Linked DNA regions of Rattus norvegicus: region 2 is linked to region 1. The links are chromatin contacts, called in public Hi-C maps. All regions are on one chromosome and are shown on one strand. Each heading gives the region's core, a stretch centred on a gene start, on an enhancer-like site or on the middle of the called end of the contact. The rest is flanking DNA. Distances are from core to core; before and after follow the strand shown. Region 1 overlaps Mast4 (microtubule associated serine/threonine kinase family member 4). Region 2 holds the start of Mast4 (microtubule associated serine/threonine kinase family member 4).

Evidence for each region. A called contact is a pair of places that touch in the nucleus more often than the background predicts.
Region 2: a Hi-C map of psoas muscle shows a contact between it and region 1, with 1.9 times the contacts expected there. The contact joins the promoter of Mast4 here to the enhancer-like site in region 1. A contact is called at or near these places in 2 of 12 Hi-C or Micro-C datasets (mammary epithelial cells and psoas muscle).

What each region holds. Positions count from the first base shown.
Region 1 is chr2:36,095,898-36,101,725 of GRCr8, reverse strand. The region is part of intron 1 of Mast4 (microtubule associated serine/threonine kinase family member 4); the gene reads left to right. Among named protein-coding and RNA genes, the nearest start is that of Mast4, 120 kb to the left of the region's middle. Within about 2 kb of position 4,020, at least 28 of the 93 cell types and tissues checked have an H3K27ac peak or open chromatin away from gene starts, as enhancers often do.
Region 2 is chr2:36,215,600-36,221,329 of GRCr8, reverse strand. Mast4 (microtubule associated serine/threonine kinase family member 4) reads left to right here and starts at 3,735. Exons shown (of 29, transcript NM_001421273.1): 1 at 3,735-4,359. The coding sequence starts at 4,003.

The DNA of each region.
Region 1 (5,828 bases), core at 2,771-5,270:
TATCCTCCTCTTTCCCTTCCTCCTTTCTCTCCCTTCCTACTCTCTTCTTTCTTTTACCCCTTCTGTCCTTCCCTCCATCTTCTCCTCCCTCTCCTCGTGTCACTGGTGTATTGAACCCTCTGACTCAGCTTCTTGAATTCTAGAATTACAGGTACCACGAGGGATCAGCTGGCTCCTCTTACATAGCTACTTAATGGAGAAGGGACACACTTTAGTTAAGCCAGTGTGCCCAAATCATATTAGTTTGTCCTTGGTGCCTGGGTGACTCCGTGAGCATCTTGTCCCTGCTTGTGCATGGTATTGGCTGGGTGATTGGAACTAACCCACCAGTTTCCTCCTGCCTTGAGAACACAAAAACAGAGTTTTCTGGCTTTAAAAATTCCAGAATCAAGAAGAATGTTGTACTGGTCGAAGAAGATAGCAGGAAGGAAGTCTGTGTGTTCTGGCCTCTGGCTCAGGCCTCGGGCCACCCTACAGCATGGCTCACAGATCCAGTCGTCTTTCTTCCTTGTTCTGTGTGTCACCTTGGCCTGTACTTGTCTTCCAGATGGCATTCACTCTGTTCTGCTGCCGAGCCAGACTGGAAGTGAAATCTCTGTTTTCAAAAATCCAAAATCTAAAGATGATGAAAGGGAACTTCTCACAGTCACCCCTTTTGTTGCCTTTTGCCTCCTCCCCTAAGTCTTTCCTGGACCGTACACTCTTATCCTCCTACACGCTTGCTCTGGTCTAGGTTTAGGCCACTAGAAAGTCATTGCTTAGTGGTTGGGTGTCCACCTATGTCTGCTGAGCATCTTCTGTATTCTGCTGTGGTACAGAACTGACTCCTTCTAGCCTCCATTCTCTCCCCTGGTTTTGTGAATCCGTGCCTTTCACCTAGAGACAGGCCTCTGGCATCCTGGTCCCTGAAGTCAACAAATGTGACTGTGTGTCACCTGGGGTCCATGATGACTTTACAAGTAGTACTGGGCCCCTGGAGGGTGCTATGGATCAATTCTGAGTCCTGTAACCTGCTGTGCAGTCTTTTTTTAAAAAAAAGTATTTTTGAGCCTTTCATGAACTTGTACAGTGTGTTTCATTATATCTGTTTGCCTTTCCCTCAACTCTTCCTGTACACCCACAACAAGTTCCTTTCCCAACCTCATTCCCTTTTAAATCAAAATCATTTCATTGTAAAGAGTTTGAAAGTAAAAATGTTGTACAGTGAAAATAACAAAGCCACTCTGGCAAGCACATGGCCAGACCCAGAGCTGTGAATCTCAGTGAACGGTGAGAAAAGTCATTCTAAAACACTGGTGCTTTGCTATAGATTTTAAATTGTCACTACTAATTATAGTTTATGGAATTATCCACCCCTTAAAAAATTAAGTCCAGAAGTACTGCTCCTGTGAGTATGGTTGTGGGGCTTAACCTCCCGAGAGTCTAACCCTGAGTACAGATAATTCTTCCCTCCCTCAGTAGCCATCAGCTGCTAATAGCTCCTTAGGTACAGGTAGAGGTCTTATGTGCCCCTTTCCTATCCATGTACATTATTCCTGAACAAAGGTCTGACTAGGATTAAACACGTTGGGGTATGTATATGTATATGTAATGTATATGTGTATGTATATATGTAATGTATATGTATATGTGTATATATATATTTTTTACTTTGCCCAAATCAAATCAAACCTCAGTATGAGTGTGTGTGTGTGTGTGTGTGTGTGTATGTGTGTGTGTGTGTGTGAGAGAGAGAGAGACAGAGACAGAGACAGAGAGACAGAGAGAGACACACACAGAGAGAGAGAGAGACAGAGAGATAGTGGATTGAACCTAGGGCCTCCCAAATGCTAAGAAACAATCTATCCCAGACCTGTAATCTGGAGCTCTCAACCATCCCTCCACCACCCTCTCTGTCTTTAGTGACATTTTGTGGGAGGACATTGCTAAGTTGTTCTGCAGCCCAGGCAGGCCTTGAACCTTAGAGCTTTATGTTCCCTTCTCCTGAGTGTGCGGGATTACAGGCCTGTGCTGCCTCGCCCAGCTCTACTTTGCACAAATTATTTGCCAGATTGCCAGGAGAAGTTAAAGTTTTCTTCCTGGAGGGAGGAGGGTGCCAGATACAAGGACAGTCAGAATACCCTTGCAGTGTTGAGAAAGGAGATTAACGTATTAACATGGAAATTAATTTTTTTGCAAATCAAATTCTTTTAAAAACAAGGTTGAAGGTGACTCGGAAAAGTTTGTCAGCAAGTTCAAATGATAATCTAAATTGTTACTTAATCACTGAAATTTGAGGGGCAGATATGTAAGGACCGCAAAGAATTAAATACTAGTGATACAACACTTCAATGCCTGTCAGTTTATTTTTATGAGTAAGAAATTTTAACATCAAAAGGGGGAAGGATAAGATTATTGTGGGAACATTCCTTATTCTATTGAAAAAAAGAAAACTCACTCACTCATGGATATTTGAACCAATTAGAGAAAAGATAACATCCTTATTTAGCAAATTGAAAAAATATACATTGCCAGAAAAAGTATGTTTACGAGTCATTACAAGGTCTGTTAAGCTGCATTGTCTGAGAGTTGCAGTGATAGCTAAATTCACATGAAATTTGCAATACTTATAACCGTTTGGTCATAGGAAATAAAAAGGTTAATTTTTCTAACTTTTGTTGCAGAGAAACACAACACCATGATCAATAAAGACCTCAAAGCATAAAATTACTACATCAGGGTAAAATTCTGTGGCAGAAGTGGGATGAAAATAGACATCGGAGAGGAAAGGAAACTGGAAATACGGGAGGGGAAGAAAAAAGGTCGTTCGTGTATTTTTAAATATCGTAGGTTATGAAATCGGTGATATTTAGACAACAGTGGGCATGTTTAAAAGCTTGAGTAAAAGCAGTTTTGTTTTAAAATGTATTTATATGGTAGTATAATTCTTTGGTTGAGTGTGAGTCAAACCCTTCCACAGACCCGCTCACATCATCTCTCTCCTTGGGGCCATCAACTTGACATCATTAAGCAGTAGCTGAAAGCAGCACGATCGGAACGGATGCTGCCTTTATGGGTTGTAGTATTGTTTTCGCTTTTGGGGCCACTGTAAACAATCCGGCTCTCTCGGTCAACTATCAGTTGGTTCTCAGTGTAGTAAACGAATGTCACGGCTAAAGAAGACATCTACAGGGCATGTCCTGACATGTACACTACTACTAAGTCTGAGGAAAGCAGAGGTTTCCAGAACTCACCATGCTCTTGCTTCCTGGAGGAGCTTGGACTTTGAAGCCTTAGGCTGGACTAGGAGATGTGGCCAGGTACTAAAAGAGTCTTCTCTGTGCCTGGATTTGGAAGCTAGTGAGAAAGAATTCACTTCTGTACAAATGGCTGGCATTCAGACACAGAGAAAGCTGTCTCCTAAGTATTTGAAGGATGTAGGGGGTGGGGAGCGCTTCCTTCTGTAGTCGTTTGAATGTCTCTTTAAGTGATTTTCTTACCTAGGCCAAGGACAAAGTGAATATTTTAATATTTCATAATCGCAGTAGATGCTCGCAGCCAGAAAGCAAAGCCTCCTTTAGCTGCTTTGAGTTCTGAGTCTTTTCTAGTGCATTGTGGGTGAGTAGCATATCCGATGTATTAATTTTGACACGTGGTCACACCCACTGCAGCCTCAGCCGCACGGCCTCTTGGGATCACAAAGCATGGAGTTCAATTTCCCTCAAGTTGGAAAACAGCCTTCAGAAACAAATTTCCCTCTCCACTCTGAGAGTCTGTGCTGTGATCTCCCTTGGGGGAGGTTGTGTAGCATTTAATAGCTCTCCCGAGTGTTCCAGTCTGATGTGTCCCCCTGCCTGGGCCTCAGTTTAGTACTGTGGAGGCTGATCCTAATCTCTCCTCATTTCGTGTTTATAAACCATTCCTAGATGGCTCTCTCTTCCTGCTATGATTTGAATCATCCTTTGGCCGATATTCCCTGTTGAACAGGGTGTTGCTTAAGTGCCGAAGGGAAGCCAAGAGGCCATGAGACTGTGTGCGTAGGCTTGGTTCCCACCACCTCCTGCAGCTGTTCACCCTCCTCTGTCCCTGAGCTCTTACTGGGACATACGGGGATGACATTTCAGCTGGAACAGTGTTTTGTTGCTCTTGGCCATTGTACAGTAGTTCACATCCGGTATGGCTTTTAAAAGTCCTTCCAGAGACTCTCAGAATGTGTGGGTTTAAGTGATGTGACACAAAGCACACAGACTAAATGTATTTAAAGTCAGCCAACCCTGTGAGGAAGCTGTAGGGAAGGGGGGGGGGCGATATTTGGAGAGATAAGTTTTTAAATATACTCTCTGAAGCTTGCCTTAAAGTTTTCATTATTACATTCCTGGGTTATATCGTTTTCTTTTTTTTTTTTTTTTTTTGGTTCTTTTTTTCGGAGCTGGGGACCGAACCCAGGGCCTTGCGCTTCCTAGGCAAGCGCTGTACCACGGAGCTAAATCCCCAACCCTGGTTATATCGTTTTCAAGGTCACGACCAAGGTCCTTAAACCAGGTTCCAGTTCTCTGACCCAGCTCCTGAATTTTATTGGTTGATTACTCTTCCTCCCCAGTTTTGTATTTTTTAAAATGAGTCAGGCTATGTTCCCCAGCCTGGCGTTAACCTTGGGATCCCCTTCCTCAGCCTCTGCGTGGTGGTGTGACAGACAATTGCTACTATGTCTGGCCTCTCAGTCTTTTTAGTTAAGTCATTTTTAGTATCTGCTGAGCCTGAGGCCTCATAAAGACCTGGTCAGCGTGCATAGTCCATACCAAAGCATACCTGTGGCTGGTTTGGTGTGAGGAAGGGGACCTGTCATGGCTGCTCACTCTGCTGGGGTTTTATGACACTATCATGGCTGCCCTGCCTTCTAGCAAGTGCATTTCTAAGAAATGGCCTAAGGCTTGACACACTCCCTTAAAGCTGTCAATCAGAATGCAATTTAAGGGAAGGAAGAGTTCATTTAACATAGAATTCCAGGCTACTGTCTGTCGTAGGAGGGAAGCCAGTGTCAGGAGCTGAGGACACTAAGTACATTGATATTCAAGAGCAGAAGAAGTGAATGCATTCATGCTTGCTTCCTTGTGTTTGGCTGGACTTTTCCACTCCTAAACAGTTCAAGACCCTTTGCCCAGGCATTGGTGCCACCCACAGTGGGCTGACTCTTCCCGTATCAACCAACTGAGGTAAGATAGTTGTCCACAGACATGTTCAAGGCCAACCTAATGTAGATAATTCCTCACTGAGGCTGTCTTTCCAACTGGTCGTAGGTTGGATCAGTTGACAAAGCTCATTATCACAAGCAATGATAACTTTTTTCTTCAAACTGCCATCTGCAGGATGCCATCTTACTGCATGTGATTTGCTGACCGTTTTAGGAATATTTTATTTCTACTTATACATTCATTGGATCATCGTTTCTTGTGCTCTTTTTTCAAATTGTGACATTACAACTATCCTGAGCTATATAAAGTGAAATGGCAAACTCCTTGGTTTCTTTACACCCTAAAATTTTTAATATATTTATTGTGTGAGAATTTCATATATGGATATAATGTTTCAATCCAATCTGCCCTCATTCCCTCTCCCCCAAAGTCTCTTATTACCCCCTCCCACTCACACCCAATTTCACTAGCTTTTTAAAACTGCTCAGTTCACTTAGTGCTGCCAAGTGTGTGTGGAGTAGGGGTAGCCACTGGAGTGCAGACAGCCTACCAGAAGCCACAGCCCTAAAGGAACCTGACTCCTCCCATTTGTTAAAGAACACGCTAATTGTACATTTGAAGGTGGCAGGTCTTGTTTAGACAGTTATTGAGATATGA
Region 2 (5,730 bases), core at 2,486-4,985, 120 kb before region 1:
CTTCTGTGGATGCTGTGGTTCCTCATATGAAGATCCTTTACTCCTAGCAGGTATCATGACTGTGTCTTTAATTTCCCTGACTTATACCAGCAGTGTGTGTGTGTGTGTGTGTGTATGTGTGTGTGTGTGTGTGATGTGTGTGTGTGATGTGTGTGTGTATGGTGTGTGTGTATGGTGTGTGTGTGGTGTGTGTGGTGTGTGTGTGTGTGTGGTGTGTGTGTGTGATGTGTGTGTGTATGGTGTGTGTGTATGGTGTGTGTGTATGGTGTGTGTGGTGTATGTGTAGGTGTGTGTATGGTATGTGTGATGTGTGGTGTGTGGTGTGTGTGTGTGTATGGTGTGTGTAGTGTGTGTGTATGGTGTGTGTGTGTATGGTATGTGTGATGTGTGGTGTGTGTGTGTATGGTGTGTGTGTGTATGGTATGTGTGATGTGTGGTGTGTGTGTGTATGGTGTGTGTGGTGTGTGTATATGGTATGTGTGTGTATAGTGTGTATGTGGTGTGTGTGTATGGTGTTTGTAGTGTGTGTGTATGGTGTTTGTAGTGTGTGTATGGTATGTGTGATGTGTGGTGTGTGTGTATGGTGTGTGTGTATGGTATGTGTGTGTATAGTGTGTATGTGGTGTGTGTGTATGGTGTGTGTGGTGTGTGTGTATGGTATGTGTGATGCGTGGTGTGTGTGTGTGTGTGTGTGTGTGTGTGTGTGTGGTGTGTGTGTGTGTGCTCTTTCCCTCTCATATCAGGCCCCAAAGTATTAAACACTGGGGTCATTTTTGATACATTCTTTTGAGATACTCAAGGAGGAAGAAACTTAGCTTTTAATCAGATAGGTAAATCGCAGGATTTAGACATGTGAACTGATGTGGGTCCAGAAGTCTATCCATAGCCGAGGATTTGCCTATGTGTCTAATTGGGGTGATTTCAGGGAACCACTTTGGTCTTCTGACCCTCTTCTGTCGACAGCCATGTATTGAGTTTGTCCAGTTCTTATCTGAAAATTCTTATAGTCGTCATTCTCCTCAGACAGACGTGGTCAAGCCTGATGACTGAGCATGCTTTACAGTAGACTGTGAATCCCACTTAGTAAATCACAAGTTGGTAAAAAGTCAATAAAAATTCCAGGCGGTACTGTTTACAAAGGCATCAGATCACAAACTGTCATCTGCACCTGGTGCATGTATATATATATATATATATATATATATATATATATATATATATGTATATATATATAGTGTGTGTGTGTGTGTGTGTGTGTGTGTGTGTACCATGATTTGCAATGTAAAATGTATTTATTTGGGATCAGTGTTTGAAATTTTACTAAATACTATTGAGTGCTTGACTTTGAATAGGACGGGTTAAGAACATGAAATCTGTTCAATTGAATCTTGGCTCTAACACTTGCTGTGTAACATTAGGCTGTTTAACTTCTCCGTTCCATAGGTTTCAGTATTTCACAGATGTAACACAAGATCAAAAAATTGCTACCACCTCATTGGATCAACACAAGGATTGAGTATATGATAGCTTTTGCACAGTGCTCAAAACCTTGCCTGGCACATAGTATCATATAAATGTGGGTAAAACCTGTGACCAAAGGAAAAATATTTTTTTGCATAATGAACCAAGGCAACAATATTCCTTTTCTGTGGCCATTTATAGTCTAGTAGTCACATATGTGTATCCTTGATTTAAAAAAAAAAAAGCTGTTTTGAGTGGCATTCTCTAAAACAGACTTCAGAGTACCAACCACTGTGCCACTGCCCACTTGCTGTGTGACCTTTGACCAGCCCTTCATCCCTAAAGTATTTTATTTGGTTCCTTCCAGGACGCTGTGAGGCCTCTCATAGGAGAGCACGGGCTCTAGGAAGTGGCATTTTTTTGCTGTTAGGATTCAAACCATGTCCTTGCTGCACCCTTCCCGAACTGAGAAGGCAATCCCTCCTCTTCTTTGATGTGAATGGCTTGCTTAAATCTTTATTTCAGTCCCCTGTGCTGAATCAACCACATAGGGGCTCAGATAAAGGCCAGTACTCTAAGGAGGGAAGTCATTGTGAGGCCCAGGGGGTGGATTCAGACCGCCCCACTGTGCGCTCTTCAGCCTCTCCATCACCACTTAGCTAAGTCTCCTGAAAGTCCTTTTACCTCAGCAGGTCTTCTGTCCCTTTGGATCATTCTGAAGTGTCACAATGTAACTCTGACAGCTGTCCACAGCCAGAGGGTCACATCCTACTGCTTCCCTCTTCAGAGGCAGTCCGAAAGTGTTCAGGACAAAGCCGCCTGTCCAGACTAGATGAGCCACCCCCCACCCCGCCCCCATTATCACTTGTAAATACTTCGGCAGTATAAAAGGGCTCATTAGCCAACGGGGCTTTCAACTCCAGTCTTTTTCTTAAGGACCCTTGGCAAAGCTGTTCTGACAGAGAGAAATGTAAAAATCTGGAGGACTCCTCGGCTTGAAGATCTGCAATGGCTTCGCTGTAATTCTTCCTCTCTCCTCCCACGGCACATTGTAGCACTTACCAGAGCTTTTAAACATGAATAATGAGGCGGTATTATGCAATATCAATCTCTTCCCCGACCACAAGCTCCTCAAGGGCAGGGGACCTGCCGTATTCATCTTTGTATCCCCTGCAACCAATTGGCACACATCTCAATCAACGTCTGTGGAATGGAAGCTGGCTGAATTTATACCTCGGGTCACGGTGTGGAGCTCAGACGGGTCTGGAGCTGAAGGCAAGTAGGAATCATTTATTTCTCGCTGCCTAACTCCGCACTGGCTTCCCAGCAGATCCAAGCCACTACAAAGGTTAAGGTGATTGTGTGGGTGCTTTTGTGGAAGATCTTTCTCCTTCCTTGTTCTTATAGAAAAGGAACATGAAGCCCCAGGTCCGCCGCGGTGTGGCTATCCAGGGCTAGAGAAAGCCAGTTAGAGGGATGTGTCTTAAGCCCAGCGGCAGAACCGCAAGAGATGCTAAGAGCGTTCTTATCAATAAGCATGGTCCTAAACAGCATCAGCTGTTTTCTTCCTTTGTCACAAGAGTGTATCTTTGACTTAACTTTAGTTTCTAAACAGAAATACAGAAAATCATCTTTGGAGACCTTGGCTTGTGTCCAAGCCGAGAACTCTGCTGACACTTTATTTTGCTGTAGCCTTATTACCAGACAACATCAGCGTTCATGTTTCCCTTTACAATTGAGGAAACTGAGGCCCAAGAAGTTTAACCAGAAAAGGTGTTGGAGATGGGCTGCGTTTAGATCCCCTCTCTCCACCACGGACTTCGCTCTCTGCACACGGCTGGGAGCGTGAGTTTGCGCGTGACTGGCCGTGCGCTTCGGTTTTCACGTGAAGTTTGCCCCGTGCCCAGTTTTCCCGATTTCACTTTTTGGAGATTAAAGTCTGGTTCTCCAAGGTCTCATCTCACTCAGCCATCTCCCTCCCTCGTCCCAAGGACAGACGGCCACTCCCCCACCCAGTTCGGAGTCCCAGCCAGGGTTAAGTCCGCGGGTTCCACGCCTGCCCTGCCGAGTCCCGCGCCGTGGGGCTGCCGGGCGCACCGGGAGCTCCCGCGGGATCGGGTGGCCCGCGCCTGGCCCCACCTCCCCTACCTGACGCCCGCGCGGCCAGCGGCTCCGCAGCCTCCGCCCACCGGCGCGCCTGCGCTGCCATTGGCTCCGCGGGCTGCCCGTCTCCTCCGCTCGGTCCCGGAGGCAGGTTTAGCGGGAGAAGCCGCAGTCCCGGAGGCTCGGGCGCAGCGCGGAGCGCCGATCGCGGCGGGCATGGCCCCGCGCGCGGGAGTCCATGTCAGCAGCCGAGCCCCGGCAGCCGTGAACTTGGCGACTTGCTCCTGCGGCCCGGCCGCTGTCATGTAGTCGCCGGCGGCGCTCCCCGCAGCTCGGGAGCCGCAGCGCGATCCAGACACAGCGGAGCTGCCTGGGCTTCTCCGGGAGGCGCCGAGCGCGCCGCCACCCCTCGGGCGGCACTTTGGGCCGAAGAGGGACATGGGGGAGAAAGTTTCCGAGGCGCCGGAGCCCGTGCCCCGGGGCTGCAGCGGCCTCGGCACCCGGACCCTAGGCTCGCCGGCGGCAGCCGTGTCCTCCGAGGGCGCTTCCTCAGCGGAGTCATCCTCTGGCTCGGAAACTCTGTCGGAGGAAGGGGAGCCCGGCCGCTTCTCCTGCAGGTCGCAGCCGCCGCGGCCGCCGGGCGGCGCCCTGGGATCCCGGCTGCCCGCCGCGTGGGCTCCCGCGCGCGTGGTGCTGGAGCGTGGAGTTCCTACCCTGCCGCTGCCGCCCCCCGGAGGAGCGGTACTGCCCGTACCCCGGGTCAGCAGCGCATCCCAAGAGGAGCAGGATGAAGAGGTGGGCTCAGTCTATCCTATCCCGCTCCCTCCAGGTTCCCACTGTAGGGACCCCTTAGATCCCGTTGCGTGTGCGCCGGTGTCTTGGAATGGGGAGGGAACTAAAGGTGCCACAGCCTGGGAGAGTGACGGTCGGGAGACTCTGTGGGTCCTTGACTTCTCGTGCTTGTCCTCGCACGCTTATCTACTTGGGCTACCCGACGGTGTGCTTTGGAAATGTCACTGAGATGATGGGTCCTCAGCGATTGGATGTGATCTGAAAGCTTGGCTTGAATCCACAACTCAGATTCCGACTCTTAGTCATGGGAATCGCTAAGCACTGAGGTCTTAGATGGAGCGGGAGACCCGGAGCGTTTGACGCTGGTGGGAGTAGTGGCTGTGGAATTGTATCTTGCAGTGTCAGAGATCAGAGAACGCTGGAGTCGCTGGAGGGTGGGTGGTTTGGTCTTTACACCTTTCATCCTGGGGAAGAGGAAGATTCTCCATGCTAAGCCCGCCCGCATGACCTATTGGTGTCCAGAGGAGCTCTGTCACCATACCAGATAGGATGTGCCTTATCTTGTTCAGAGGACTTTGTCCAGCCTCGTTTCTTCGAAGGCTGTGCGTCTAAAAACTGTGGGTTTTTGTGACCCACTAGGTTTGTTTGTTTGTTTCTTTCTTTCTTTCTTTCTCTCTTTCTTTCTCCCTCTTTCTTCCTTTCTTTCTCTTTCTTTTTTTCCCCTCTTACTTTGGAAGACTTGGAAAGGAAGATTCTCCAAGTCTTTGAGATTGTTTGCATTGGACATTTCTTGTGGGAGAAATCGTCTTGATCAGACAGGACCATAAATAAAACATGATCCTAGCATAGTCTCCGTGTGAAATTAATTCCACAGTGCCAGACTGGTATTTTCCTGTCTCTGTCGGGGGTTAGTGCTAGGAAACAATTGCCTTTGTCCCTAGAAGAAGTAAACAGAGCCTAGGGTCCTGGCTTTAGCCCCCTGGGTGTCCAGCCTGGAAATCTCAGGGCTGCATCGTGCACACAAGGCTAGCAGAGGCAAGTGACAGCCTAGTAAAGATGGAAGGAATCTTGGCTGATGGTTGGCCAAGTCTCTGGCCGTAGCCCTGACCCCTTTCTGAATGGCTGTGGGATTTCAGGGATCTCAGGCAGGCGTCTGGAGATTGGCTTTCCAGAACTCTTCGGCTCCTGAGTTGAGACCTGGGTGCGTTTCATTCCTCAGGAGTTCACTTCTGTAGTCAAAAATGGAGAATTTCAAGTTTAAGTGCATTCCCACACAAGTGCTGTTTCCGACCTGGAATTTTGGATAGCTCTAAGTTCCAGATTGAGTTTAGTCATAGTTCAGGAGTTTGCTGAACAACACACCCATCCTAGGAG